Regions from separate parts of the Mus musculus genome. Here region 1 is linked to region 2. Evidence: chromatin contacts called from public Hi-C data. All regions are on one chromosome and are shown on one strand. The core of a region is the stretch at or near the end of the contact, and the rest is flanking DNA. Distances in the headings are between cores, read along the strand shown. Region 1 overlaps Arhgap15 (Rho GTPase activating protein 15). Region 2 overlaps Arhgap15 (Rho GTPase activating protein 15).

Region 1 (5,952 bases), core at 2,078-4,577, 240 kb after region 2:
CACAACAATGTTCGTGTTCCTCGGGCATTGGTATACCAGCAAGGGGAGCCAGTAATAGGCCTGTTATGATACCTAAGGACCAGCATCATTGGGCTTTCAAAATGAAGCAAAGGAAGACAGGATACAGGATTACAGCTCCTCAAAGCTTGATGAACCCATGGTCAGTTAAGGAAGGGGAAAGATGCCAGAGTTGCTAAGTAACAATAAGTGAACAGGCCATTTTTTAAAGCTTATTGAAGGCAAACACAGCCTAAGAGGCTTTTATGACAAAGCATAGATGCACTATTAAGGATCCTAATTGTTGATGGGATTGACAATTATGTTCTTTAGTTATTTCCTAAGTGGTTTTTGAAGTAATATCTGCATATTTTGTGACTTCTTAATGATAGAAGCTACTGATATTTGAGAAGAAACCAGATACATGAAAGGGGGGAACATGGTTCACTCCATTTAGACATACTGCAAACTGCTGTAAACTAGGAAAAGTCAATTTTAAATACACATATATCCTCACATATGCTTTAGCCTTATAGCTACAAAGGGCTACCACTTGTCAATTATATATACGATAAAGGATGTTATACATAAATCATTTAGAATATCAACTATCTAAAGCTAGAGTGATAGGTGCCTATACCAGAAGAATGCAATATTCTCAATGAATCTGTGTTATGGAGCATCTATTTTGTGGTTCATCACCAGGTAAAGAGAGCTGAGAAGATACAGAAGCAACAAATTGGAAACCAAGGGATACACTTTTGCCTAGCTACCAATCTAACGGTGTAAAGGTTTAAGAAAAGCGACACGATAATTACTGCTAAGTAGAACTTGCTGTTGATGACTCAACTAGCGAAAGCCCAGCTGTGGCTAAGAGCACTGTGTGCTATGGAGGAGGACACAGAAGCAGCACTTCCGGTGCTAAGAGTGACTGGGGATGAGGATGGAGCTCAGGAAAGTTGGAATCTGGTGCCTCTTGCCGGGAAGAAGCAATACAGGTTACTGAGCAGTTAAAGAAGATAAGCTATGGAGGTAGAGAAATGGCTCAGTGGCTAAGAGCATTTGCTGCTCTTGCAAAGGCCCAAGTTCAATTCCCAAAACCTGCGTAGCAGCTCACAGACAGATGAAACTCTGATTCCAGGGGAATCTGACACCTTCTTCTGACTTCTCTGGGAAGCAGGCATGCACATGGCACACATACATGCATACTACATACGAGAAGGCAAAACCCTTCTTGTATGTATATGTAAAATAAATAAATCTTATAAAATTAAATAAATAAGTCCAATTTATTATTTAATTATCTCAAATGATCCAAAGCTACTGTAAAAAGAATGTAGGAACAGGAGCTCCAAAGAGTCTGGAGCAAAGCTGGAAACCCATCTGTTACCTAGGTTAGCCTTTGTTTCCGGTATTGGCTCTGAAAATAAGAAGAAAATGAGGTAATCTCCTAAGGATGCTCTGAAATACACTTCTTCTCTGATCTTTTGAGAACTAACTGAAGGGTCTGAAACAATGCCAAAGTGCCCAACCTGGACACTGCAGACTGGTGAAGCCAATAATAAAACTGAAGCCTCTAGAAATTGCTATTGATCACAAACTATTGCCCATGGGCAGTTCTAGAAATTTTCCATTTGATGAGGAAGTCGCCTCACCATACTGATATATATATCAGTAATGTAAATTATTCAAAGCACAAAGGTGAATGCCTTCCTCAAGAAACTTCAGAATCAGCCAAGAAGGAAAGAATTCAATGATTCAACCTAGAATCAAGCACAACAAGATCCACTAAGTAGCAAACAGGCAGATTAGAAAGTAACCAGCAAAATCAGGGTTAGCAGCATTACCCAGACTTAAGGAGTATCATCCAATAGCATTATTCAATAAATAACTCTAGCCCAAAAGGATCCAAACAAATTTCAATTAGCTGCCATTTCACCAGTCAGAAACTTCTAATAGTCATCCATTTATCTAATAACCACACTCTCGCCACAGAGATAACTCTAGTACTTAATGACAGCTTGAAGATGCAAAAGTTCCTTGTGAATTATCAAAGGATGCTAATTCTGTGTCCTTGTAATTTTAGTATTAATTGTGCTATTTGATTACTGCTAATCCGCATATGATGATAAGTGTTTTTAACCAGAACATTTGCTTAATCAGAACTTTCTATGCTCCATCTAAGTGAAGGAAAGTTACTGGAAATGAGCGAATATGTTATGCTAAGCCATTTTCTTAGGCTGTCCCTTACAAACCCGCTTAAAAGCCTCTCTTGCAACATACCTAGCCAAGAATAGAAGATGTACCTCCTCTCCAACACCCACTTTGTGTCTTTTTTAATTGACATTTTGGAATTCACCTGAAAACATCAACAATTTGCCAAGACAAAGCTTGGCCTTGGAGAAGACACCATATTCAACAACAATCTGGAGAAAACAACATATTTCATTTATTTAATTGGATTTTAACTGTTATTTTCCTAATTGTTACACTTTGAGCATCATGACTTGGTTCTAGCAAAACTAGACCTCGAGCACTGAAGGGTTAAAGGCAGAACATTCTCTCTGTGTGCCTTGTGCTCTTGGCAACTCATCTCAACCCCTCCCTCCCTATGGTACCACGAAATGAGTAATGCTCTAGACATGGGTTTGCAATGCTAATATCTGAACAGTAAAAGATACCTTAAGACCTTCATCAGGATTTTTTAAGGCTTCATTTAATGTCGGTGTCAAGGTTCTGTGAAGAATAATTAATAGGACCCAAACAAGGTCTATGTGGCCATCGATTGCCAGGGAATTTATGCAGGTAACTCATTAATGCCACAGGGAGCTCTGCATGTAAATCCCAAAGCCTTGATAGGGAAATGGGACCCGGTGATTTTCCCCCCTATAAAAAACACAAACAATGACAAGTACAGAAGCATATAACCTGAATATCTATACAAACAACTCTATAGCCTGTGAAAGTTTCCCATTTACACCCTGTCACCCCTTCTTTCCACATGTATAAAAGATGGGGCAATTATTTCAGCAAACCTACCCATATAAATCAAGGCAGTTTTGCTGTGGGAAGACTGGGCGTTTGAGGCATTTAATATTTCAGCATCTCCAGATTATCACCAGGATCCATTTCGCTCTGTGGTCAAGTGCATGATTAGCCCTGTGACAGGATATTGGCCATTTTCTATGAAGATCTGAAAACGCTGGTAAACAAACACCCGTTGGAAAAGTAAGACCAAGTCTGTGGACTGGAAAGCACCCTACTTGTAATGGGAACAAAAAGCTGGCAATCAAATCTAAAGAAAAAGCTAAATCACAGCAGAATGACCTACTTTACGGCATTTGCCAAAGAAGCGGTGTTTTCAGACAGCTCCTCTGAAGCCGCGTCTCTCTGTCTATGCCATCTGCAGATTTATTGCTTTGCCTGAAAAAAACAACCAAGGGTGGGGGGAGCCTCTATTTGAATGATACAGGAAAGATTCCAGTATTGTGGGCACCACACCCACACCTACTGATGTGGTCCAAGGTTTTGCTTTGGAGGCACCTAATTAAGAAACCCTGACTCATTTACATGGAGACGTTTGATCTAAATTACACCCCAAACCGCACCAAATTGGGAGCATCTGGGAATGTGAAATGTTTGTTCCCTGTGACGGCTAGAACAGGGCCAGCTCTGGACGGCACATGTTCAAGTGACGAAAAATATTTCACATGTAACGTACTTCTGAGACCCACTTTTCCACTAATAATTCATAGCCAGCCTAACCAGTATCTGTACTTCCACAATTATTTCAGGCTGTGAAAAATTATGTCACTATTTTTCTTCCTACAGCTAGAAAGAGGTAGAAGACCACCCACTTAGCTTGTTGTCATTGATAAAAAGACCTTAAACTCAGCCAATAGCAAAAAGGCAAAGCTGCATAGGGTAGAAGCTGGTCATTATAAATATCCAAGTTGCCTCTAAAAGTGTAGAACGGTGATCTTAAGGGCTAAGTACCAAGTCTCGGCCCTCTCACCACTGAACTCCTCCAGCCATCCCACTTGGTTCAGCAAAGCTCTGATTCCCAATTCTATGGAGGCTTCACTGTGCCTGAAGAGGCTACTCATGCAGGTGAGGTTGTTTGCAGGACAGAGGTCTGCCACTGGATGACATCCGGACGCAGGCCAGCTCATTCCCACCAGGTAAAATGTCTAAGAAACTCGAGAGAAAACATTTCTGCCTTGAACGCTCCGAACAGTACCCGGCACATAATTCACATAAAAGAGTGTTGTATTTCAAGTACAATAAACAGAGTTTTATAGATGCAGTCAACCCAGTACTTCGGCACCTGATGGCCATTTTACCTTATTAGGCTATATATCACCAAGATTTCAGCAGGAGTCCAAGGAACAAGAGAAAACTTTAAAAAAAATAATACTGGAGTCTTTTGTCTAAGGATGATATTAATGCATTTATCTGATGCACCGTGTTTTGCAGTAGCCGGAATGAGATTTGAATATATTAATATTTTCATCAGCAGAGCCCAGGGAGCCCAGTTAATAACTTATGCATGGATACATAGATAAACTTCAGACAGACATAAGATTTTCAACTCTCATGTTGGTAATACGTGGCGAGATCGAATGAAAGGGACTGTTCTCCCTGCGTCTTTGTTGTGGGCATGCCTTGTGACAGTATGGAGCCAGACCTCTTCTGCTTGTCTACACAGCCTGGATTCAATAAACTGTTATGTATGCATATTATGACAATGTGGTCAAGGAAACCAGATTTTTTTACTCTACCTTCACGTGCCTATGTAGTCTGAATCTGGTGCTTATTTTTCTTGTCTCCATTCAATATGTTAACGTATTCATAATTTGATACAGGTTATATTCACTTTATAATTAACGTTATGAGCATAGTTGAGAAAGCACTCAGATCACACAGAATGAAAAGAATTTATTGTGTTCTACAGTAGAGTCTTGGGTTCAGTGTTGAGTTTAAGATCCAAATAGACGGTATCCCACAGGCCTGCCATGCCAGACACCACAGGCAGTAGAGCTTACAACAGACTTTCTTCTGTGGCCACTCTCCATGGCTTACAGAGAATATTTCTGTAGCTTCCTGGTGATCTCACTGTCTGTCTTTTGTGCCTGTGTGTCCCTATCATCTCACTGTGTGCTCAGGTAAAGACATGGTCTGATAGATTGAGCCATACTTAGCAGCCCCAATTTATCATTTTACTGCCCTAACCCACTTACAGCTGTAGTCTGAGACACAGGAAGTTAGAGGGCTTTGTCAAGTACACATAGGGGACCTGTGTGTGCATAGGGGATGTGCTTCTCCAGGTTCGTGATGTGCTCTGTGCCAAATGTGTGCTTATTTGAGCCCAGAACTAAATTCCTGTTTCTAAATCTGCAGTGTTATTAAATTGTTCAGTTATACTCCATCAGTAAGAAATGGTGATGTCGTCCAAGGTTTAGGGGAATAAGCATCAGTATAACCCTTCTCACACCTTCTAGCCTGGAAGGAAGGAAGTTCTCCACGTACAGTAAAACATTACCACAGGCCTGCCTGAGCCCCACCCGCCTTCAGGGAACAGGGCTCCAGGCCTAAGTGCCTCCTTCTCCATTACTGCACCTCCATTAGGAGCATGTAATGTAAGAGCTATCACTTTCATAATAAGGCACGGCACTTACATCCCACCTTTCAACTCAAGAGTTTCCAAATGCTTTAAAAAATCATTAATTTTTTTATTATTTATTTGTGGACTCCCAGCACTGGGAAGTACAGCCAAAGCCACAGAACTATGATCTTAGTTACACAGACTTTAACTTACTCTCAAGTTTCCCCCTTGATTTACCAGTAAAAACCTAACATGGATACATGTATGTGCGTGAGAGTGGAGGAAGGGGGGAATGGACTCTTACACCCAAGATGACCTGCTGCTTACATGCCTAAGAAAACTTTAGAAAT
Region 2 (6,497 bases), core at 3,658-6,157:
CACCTAGCCATAATTTTTAATCATCATTTTCTCCTTATGATCTATCAAGTGAAGTCTATTTTCTTAGATGATTTTACCTATAAATGTTAAGGTACTTTTAAAAGGGAATTAAGAGGTTTTATTTTTCTAAAAAATGGAATTCAGAATATTCTCCAATTTATGCAATGTGTACTCTCCACTCATCTGCCCAAATCTTTTGTAACACTAAAATAATATGCCCTAAAAATTAAACTGTAACTAGGGGGCACCTTCTCAGCCTGTGCAAGGCCTTGATCTGGATTCCCAGAAAATCAGAAAATAATAATGCAAAATGAACAAAAATGTCTCTTGGTGCAACTACAGTTTTAGCCTTGGGAAGACATATTAGTAAGTGCAATACATATTGACTAAATTGTGTTTAACTCTGAAAAATAAAAGGAGGGGAAGCAAGAGTGTCTAGCCAGAGTGAGTGAAACTCATAGTCCTAAGTAAAGAGGGAACCTGTGAGAAATGGTGCTTGGATTGGGACTGGAGGGAGTGTGAGCCCTGGCTCTGTGTCTCACGAATGATGACATGGTTACAGCGAGCAGCAGGCACAGAGGGTACAGGCAGGATATGCTCAGGGAAAAGCAAGAGAGTCACTATGTTCAAAGTAGAAGTGAATTCTCCAGCCAATTCCATCTAAGGGTACAGAAACAGGATTTAAGATGCCTCTTTTAGTCTACTGGTCAGAACTAATCTAGCTGGAAGGTTTTGAATATGCCTCTGCTTATGGCACTGGCAAAGCAAATGTGTCTTCTTCTACCCATGAACCTATGGTGATGGGAGGTGATGGGATCATCACCTCCCAGTCTACCTACAATCCAGCTTCTCTGGACTAGAGAGCACCCCAGAACTCATGTTTATCTACATTTCATCAAGAATTAAGGACCATGTTTAAGAATAAACTCAAGTTTATTTTTATATTTTAAAAAATCGTTTCATTTCATTATACATGAATGTATATGCATATACATATGAGGGAGTGCATGCTGAGGCTAGAAGATGGCCCTGGATCCCTGGGGCTCTGCTAGCAGGTGGTTGTAAACCACCTGACTGGTATGCTGAAAACCAAACTCTATCCTCTGCCACAGTAGCCCTCTCCCTTAACCTCCCCTCCCCCCCACCCCGAGACATTTCTCTAGCCCCCTTTTCCACTTAAATGTAAGTGGTATGTGTCTGTCTGTGTGTGTCTGCAGGTGTGAGATGGTGGACATATTTGTACTCCTTGTAGTGTGGAGGTCAGAGGACAACCTCGGGTGTCACTCCTTGCTTTCACTCTTGTTGGAGGCAGGGTCTCTTGTATTCACCACCACTTCCCAGGTTAGCTGTCTCATAGCTCCTTGTAATTCTTCTGCTTCTGCTTCCCTGTTTGCTGGATACATGCTAGTAATCTGCTGTCTCTGGGGTTCCAAACTCTAGTTGTTATGTTTGTTTGGCAAATATTTATCCAGTGGTTCCCCCAAAAAATTTTTCACAAAATATTTCAGTTATAAAATATATTTTAGTTACCATGACTAAAGCATGCATGTTTTTGTACCCTAAGACAACTATAAGGCATGAAAGTGCCTTGAATATAATGTCAATGTCATGTATCACTACATAAGATCATATGGCTGCCATAGGTATCAGAGCAGATAGCAAGCTATTTCTGACTAAATAGACATAAGATTTATTATAAAATATAAACTGGCCGGGCGTGATGGCGCACGCCATTAATCCCAGCACTCGGGAGGCAGAGGCAAGGAATTTCTGAGTTCAAGGCCAGCCTGGTCTACAAAGTGAGTTCCTGTCTCGAAAAGCCAGAAAAACAAAACAAAACGAAACAAAAAACAAACAAACAAAAAACTTTTAAAACTGTATGTATTTTTGTATTTTTAAATTGTTATTAGCAGAAGTAATAGTTGACATAGTCATGTTTGCCATACATCCACCTAGTGTACCCACTTCAACAATACATTAAGTCTATGCCAAAGTTTCAAGAAATTCTTGTTTGTCAGAAGGAGATTTGGGTATGCATTAAATGCATTAAAGATGTGCTATGTATCAAAAACCATCCCCAGAGCTCTCCTTATACAATATAGACATTGGCTTTTGCTCGTAAGTGTTAGTGATATGCTTCATTCCAGCTCTATGTGCTGACTCTGAGTTTTTACAGTGACCCCTTTTCCTCTTTTGGTTCAGACACTTTAGGTGATCTTTAATTATCAGTCTCTGAAACTCGAGGACTGATTCCATCTCAGTCTCATGGTATAGCTTCTGTGGCAAGCTGGATGGTAACGATGACGATGATGAAGAACGAAGGGATAGGATATGGCACTGCTTTCCTCATGTCTACTGTAAAAACAATACTATCACGGGTAAGAGCATATTCGTTCATTGCAGCACAGAATAGAGATCCCCCATTGTGCTGCTGAAGACATTGGAATCCAGGGACACTGACCCGTGTACTGCCCTGGTAGCAGAACCAGAATACAAAGTCAGACCTCAAAACAAAACAAAGGGCTATGTGCTCTCTTCTATACACCAGGCCCAGGTTGGTTTTTCAATGAGCACGAACCACGTTCCAGTTCCAGGCTTGGCGAGAGTGGGGAGAGTGCCGGTAGACTTTGAACTGCAGCATGAGAAAACCCTCTCTCCACCTTCTGCCTTACATGCAATAGCATTCCAAAGGGCAGTTCATTTTACAGAGCCACAGAGCTGGCAAAAGAAACCTTTCGGCCAAACTGCCAGGTGACCTAGAACAATTCACAGCTGACCATTGCCTCTCCATACAGCAATTAACTTCCTTTTCCTTTGCAAGGGCCACCCATGATGCCTGGCCCTGCCCCCTGCTTTCCTTGGAGCTGTGTGGGGCAGCACCTGTGTGTGTGTGATTGGGACTGATTCTCACACAGGTGGCCTTTTATTTTTTTCATCTGTGCCATAGAGTGCAAACAACTAACCTTGTTCTTTGTTGGCTAACTGGGGGAGATATTTCTTGATGGGTATTTCTTACTGCTACAAAAACCAGGGCTGGGGAGTTGAACCCTGCCAGGATAGATCTGCATCCCTTTGCCTCTCCTTTGAGACTTTGAGGGATTAAGGGTTAACAATATCAGTAGTTCTTGTTACTGTGACTCTTCATATTTCTGTGTTTGGAGTCAGTGCTGATGACTACATCAGTTGTGTTACTTAAAGGAGATCTTTAAGTCAAAATGAGAACGTGGTGCAGCCTCATTTTAAGTTTGCTTAATGTTTCCAACCATATTTTAGAAATAAGTCAAAATACTTTCTCCTTAAGTGCATTTTTCTTTTGGTTTTAAACCTATGTGTATTTTAAAGGTCATTCAGTCTGCACATTTCCAACTCCTCGGGTCTTGAGCCATCACTGCGTTATTTTATATAAGAGGCACTTAATGTCTCAGGAAGACGATTTTTTTTCCCTCAAGACCGTAAGTTTCATTTTGTCAAGAGTGAACAAGCTTGTAATGGGCCCCGATCACAGCCTGTTCAAGTCCAAAAGCTGGAATTTCAGAGGGGTTGGAAGTTGGCGCAGCACGTTTCCCATCCGTAGCTCAATCCTCTCTGTTCCCTCCCAGCTTAGGCAGAAACACATGGAAAGGATATCCAGCAGAGCCCTTCTCGGTGACATCTGCATCTGGAGGGGTGTCCTGGCATTCGGCAACACAGCTCTCTGTCCCCCAGGGAAAGGGAAGGCTGAAAACCCCAAATAATAAGAATAATCTATTGCAGATTTCAGGTTACCAAAAACTTAGAGAAAAGAATCACAGCCAAACACTTAGCATTGTTGCATGTCAAAGGAAGGCTACTGTAATTTCCCCCCTTGGGCATGTATTTTTCATATTATTATGCATAATTATGCATATAAATTTCAATATATTTCCATATTATATTCAAAACTCTCCAATTGTGAATACGTAGAATAAAACAATTGATGGCAATTATTGCATTTGGAGTTAAGTCCTAGTCACTGGAAGCACTGGGCCAGCAGTGGGCGCCTCAAGCAGCCGAAAAGGCTCCCTTGAACATTCTTCTGGATTTAAGAACAATTTTTCTAATAAAGTCAATCTGGGATTAAAGAGGCAAAAGGAGGTGCTGACAAAGAAACCAGAAATGATGGTTAAGAAGTTTGGATTCCAGCTTTGCTCCAAGTCTTCCTTTGTTGCCTCGGGCAAGTGACTTCACAACTGAGTCTTTCTCGTCCCCCAAACTGGGGACAGTTACACTTTGTTCTTTCCGGGGTTTTTTTCTTTTTTCAGATTTAATATTTCATGTTTCTGAGACAGCAATCTGAAACGTGCCCAAAAGAATAAGGTTTTCTGATGTTTTCAAAAATCAAAGAAAGAAAAAGAGTGGGAGAGAGGGAGAGAGGAGAAGTTGGAGAGAGAGGGGAGAGAGAGAGAGAGAGAGAGAGAGAGAGATTGGAAAATTTACTACATTTGAATCTTTTGGGGGAAAGGAATAGAGTATTTGGTGTAACACTTTGCTTAGGAGGTCTGAAAGAGTGATAGGAAAGCAGAAAGCAGTTTAGCTTATGACAGGCCTGCTGACCCAGGTCTCTATAGGACCCCGAGGGGTTTCAAAATAGCCCGAAAGCAACACATATCCGGACCACAGCAAGCGACAAAATGACAGGAGTCTTTCTGAGCTTTTTCTTAGGGTTTGAATTCTCCTTTAGAAATGTATGTTATGAATTATGATTACTGCGCTACAGCCAAGTATTCACCGGGCTCCAGCTAGATCTTTGTTTAGCGAGCATAAGCTCCCTGCCAGCTGCAAACTGCAGCTGTCTGTCAGCATTTGTAAGGACAAACTACGCTGCTATCCCTGATCACTTAGCTGTAGACTACACACTGTGTCCTCAGATACGCTCGGCGCACCCTTCGCATGCGTTTTCAATACACTTCCTGTGGGGGTAGGCAACAGTGCTTTGCACGCACATTTTGGAGCAAATAGCTTGACGCTTATGTCAAAATAATTCTTCAAATAATAGAGGGTTTTGTCCCCCCAAACACTTCTTTCTGAGAGGCTGTGTCTGGCGTGACATTTTCCCATCCCTGATATCACCAAGCAGACAAGGGAGGTTGCCACGCTTACACTCACTGCACAGGCCTGCCGAGCCAGCCAAGAGTGCAAGCCCAGGCCAGGCGCCGGTCTCAGCGCTCGGGAATGTGGGGGTGAGAAGGCCACCTGGAAGGGTGAAGGAGGCAGGGCAGAGTGGCCATTGCCCTGCAACATGGTCTGGAGCTGCAGGCAAGACATAAAGAATTCTTATCTCAGCCCAAATCCCATCCAGAATGTGCAAACTGGACCGAAAACTCTGTGGCTTTCCAAGAAGGGGCTTTGAAAGATGATTTTAGACTAGAATTTGTCGGCCTTCTAGGGGTGTGTGTGTTTTCTGTAATCTCTAGGCACATTTGGCTAGGGGGAAGCTGGCGGCAGCCGACCAGATTAATTAAAGTGTTTGCAGGGTTAGTGAAAGTCTACGGTGTTTTCATCATCAGAGTTAAGTCATACGGGGACAGCAATTTGGAGAACACTCCGAGAATTATCCTAGAAACTTAGGAACGGCCAGCTTGGCTTTCCCCAGTCATTGCTTACCTGGTAAACCTAATACTGAAAGGTCTTTGGGTTAGAGTCACTCCTTTTATACTCGCTGCCATCAGAGCCTGGTTGAGGATAGGTCATTTGGGGATATTTTAATGATTCTATTTTCTAGTAAAGAAAAAAAAAAAAAAGGTGGAATTGTTCCCGTTCACAGGGGTATTATGAGAACTGCGTTTTGCTACAGAACAGTATTGTTTCCACAAGGAATGTTCTTTCCTGAGAGAAGAGGCACAATGCAAATTCAAGTTCACAGCAAAACTGTACAATATGTAGCACATGCCCAAAGTTGGCCTAATTCACTCAGCGAAGAAGAAAATATCCTAAAGTTTGGAAAGATAGACACCTCTCGCTCTCCCTCTCCCTCTCCCTCTCCCTCTCCCTCTCCCTCTCCCTCTCCCTCTCCCTCTCCCTCTCCCTCTCCCTCTCCCTCTCCCTCTCCCTCTCCCTCTCCCTCTCCCTCTCCCTCTCCCTCTCCCTCTCCCTCTCCCTCTCCCTCTCCCTCTCCCTCTCCCTCTCCCCCTCCCCCTCCCTCTCCCCCCTCCCCCTTCCCCTCCCTCTCCCCCCTCCCCCTTCCCCTCCCTCTCCCCCCTCCCCCTTCCCCTCCCCCTCTCCCTCTCCCTCTCCCTCTCCCTCTCCCCCCTCCCCGTGTATGTGTGTGTGTGTGTGTGTGTATGCCCATGTGCGCATGCACATTCTCGCACTTGAGTGTTTAGGGTTATGTGTGTTTATCAGCAGGGGAGCAGAGACCTCCGAACATAAACACGTTCTTTCCCACAAGTTTAACATATACACAATGCTTGGAATAGTTTCTTTCAGTAGGAGAAACCATGAGAGCCACAGGGCAGTAAATAACAGCAAAGCACTCTTAG

The links. A called contact is a pair of places that touch in the nucleus more often than the background predicts.
Region 1: a contact with region 2 is called in a Hi-C map of cerebral cortex, with 2.0 times the contacts expected there. The contact joins two enhancer-like sites. A contact is called at or near these places in 2 of 484 Hi-C or Micro-C datasets (adipose-derived mesenchymal stem cells and cerebral cortex) and 1 of 9 other capture datasets (embryonic stem cells).

Annotation. Positions count from the first base shown.
Region 1 is chr2:44,337,799-44,343,750 of GRCm38.p6, forward strand. The region is part of intron 13 of Arhgap15 (Rho GTPase activating protein 15); the gene reads left to right. Among named protein-coding and RNA genes, the nearest start is that of Gm52508, 12 kb to the left of the region's middle. Within about 2 kb of position 3,328, at least 29 of the 459 cell types and tissues checked have an H3K27ac peak or open chromatin away from gene starts, as enhancers often do. A contact at or near this core is called in cerebral cortex, where this site is marked.
Region 2 is chr2:44,099,899-44,106,395 of GRCm38.p6, forward strand. All of the region lies in intron 8 of Arhgap15 (Rho GTPase activating protein 15), which reads left to right. Among named protein-coding and RNA genes, the nearest start is that of Arhgap15os, 38 kb to the left of the region's middle. Within about 2 kb of position 4,908, at least 94 of the 459 cell types and tissues checked have an H3K27ac peak or open chromatin away from gene starts, as enhancers often do. A contact at or near this core is called in cerebral cortex, where this site is marked.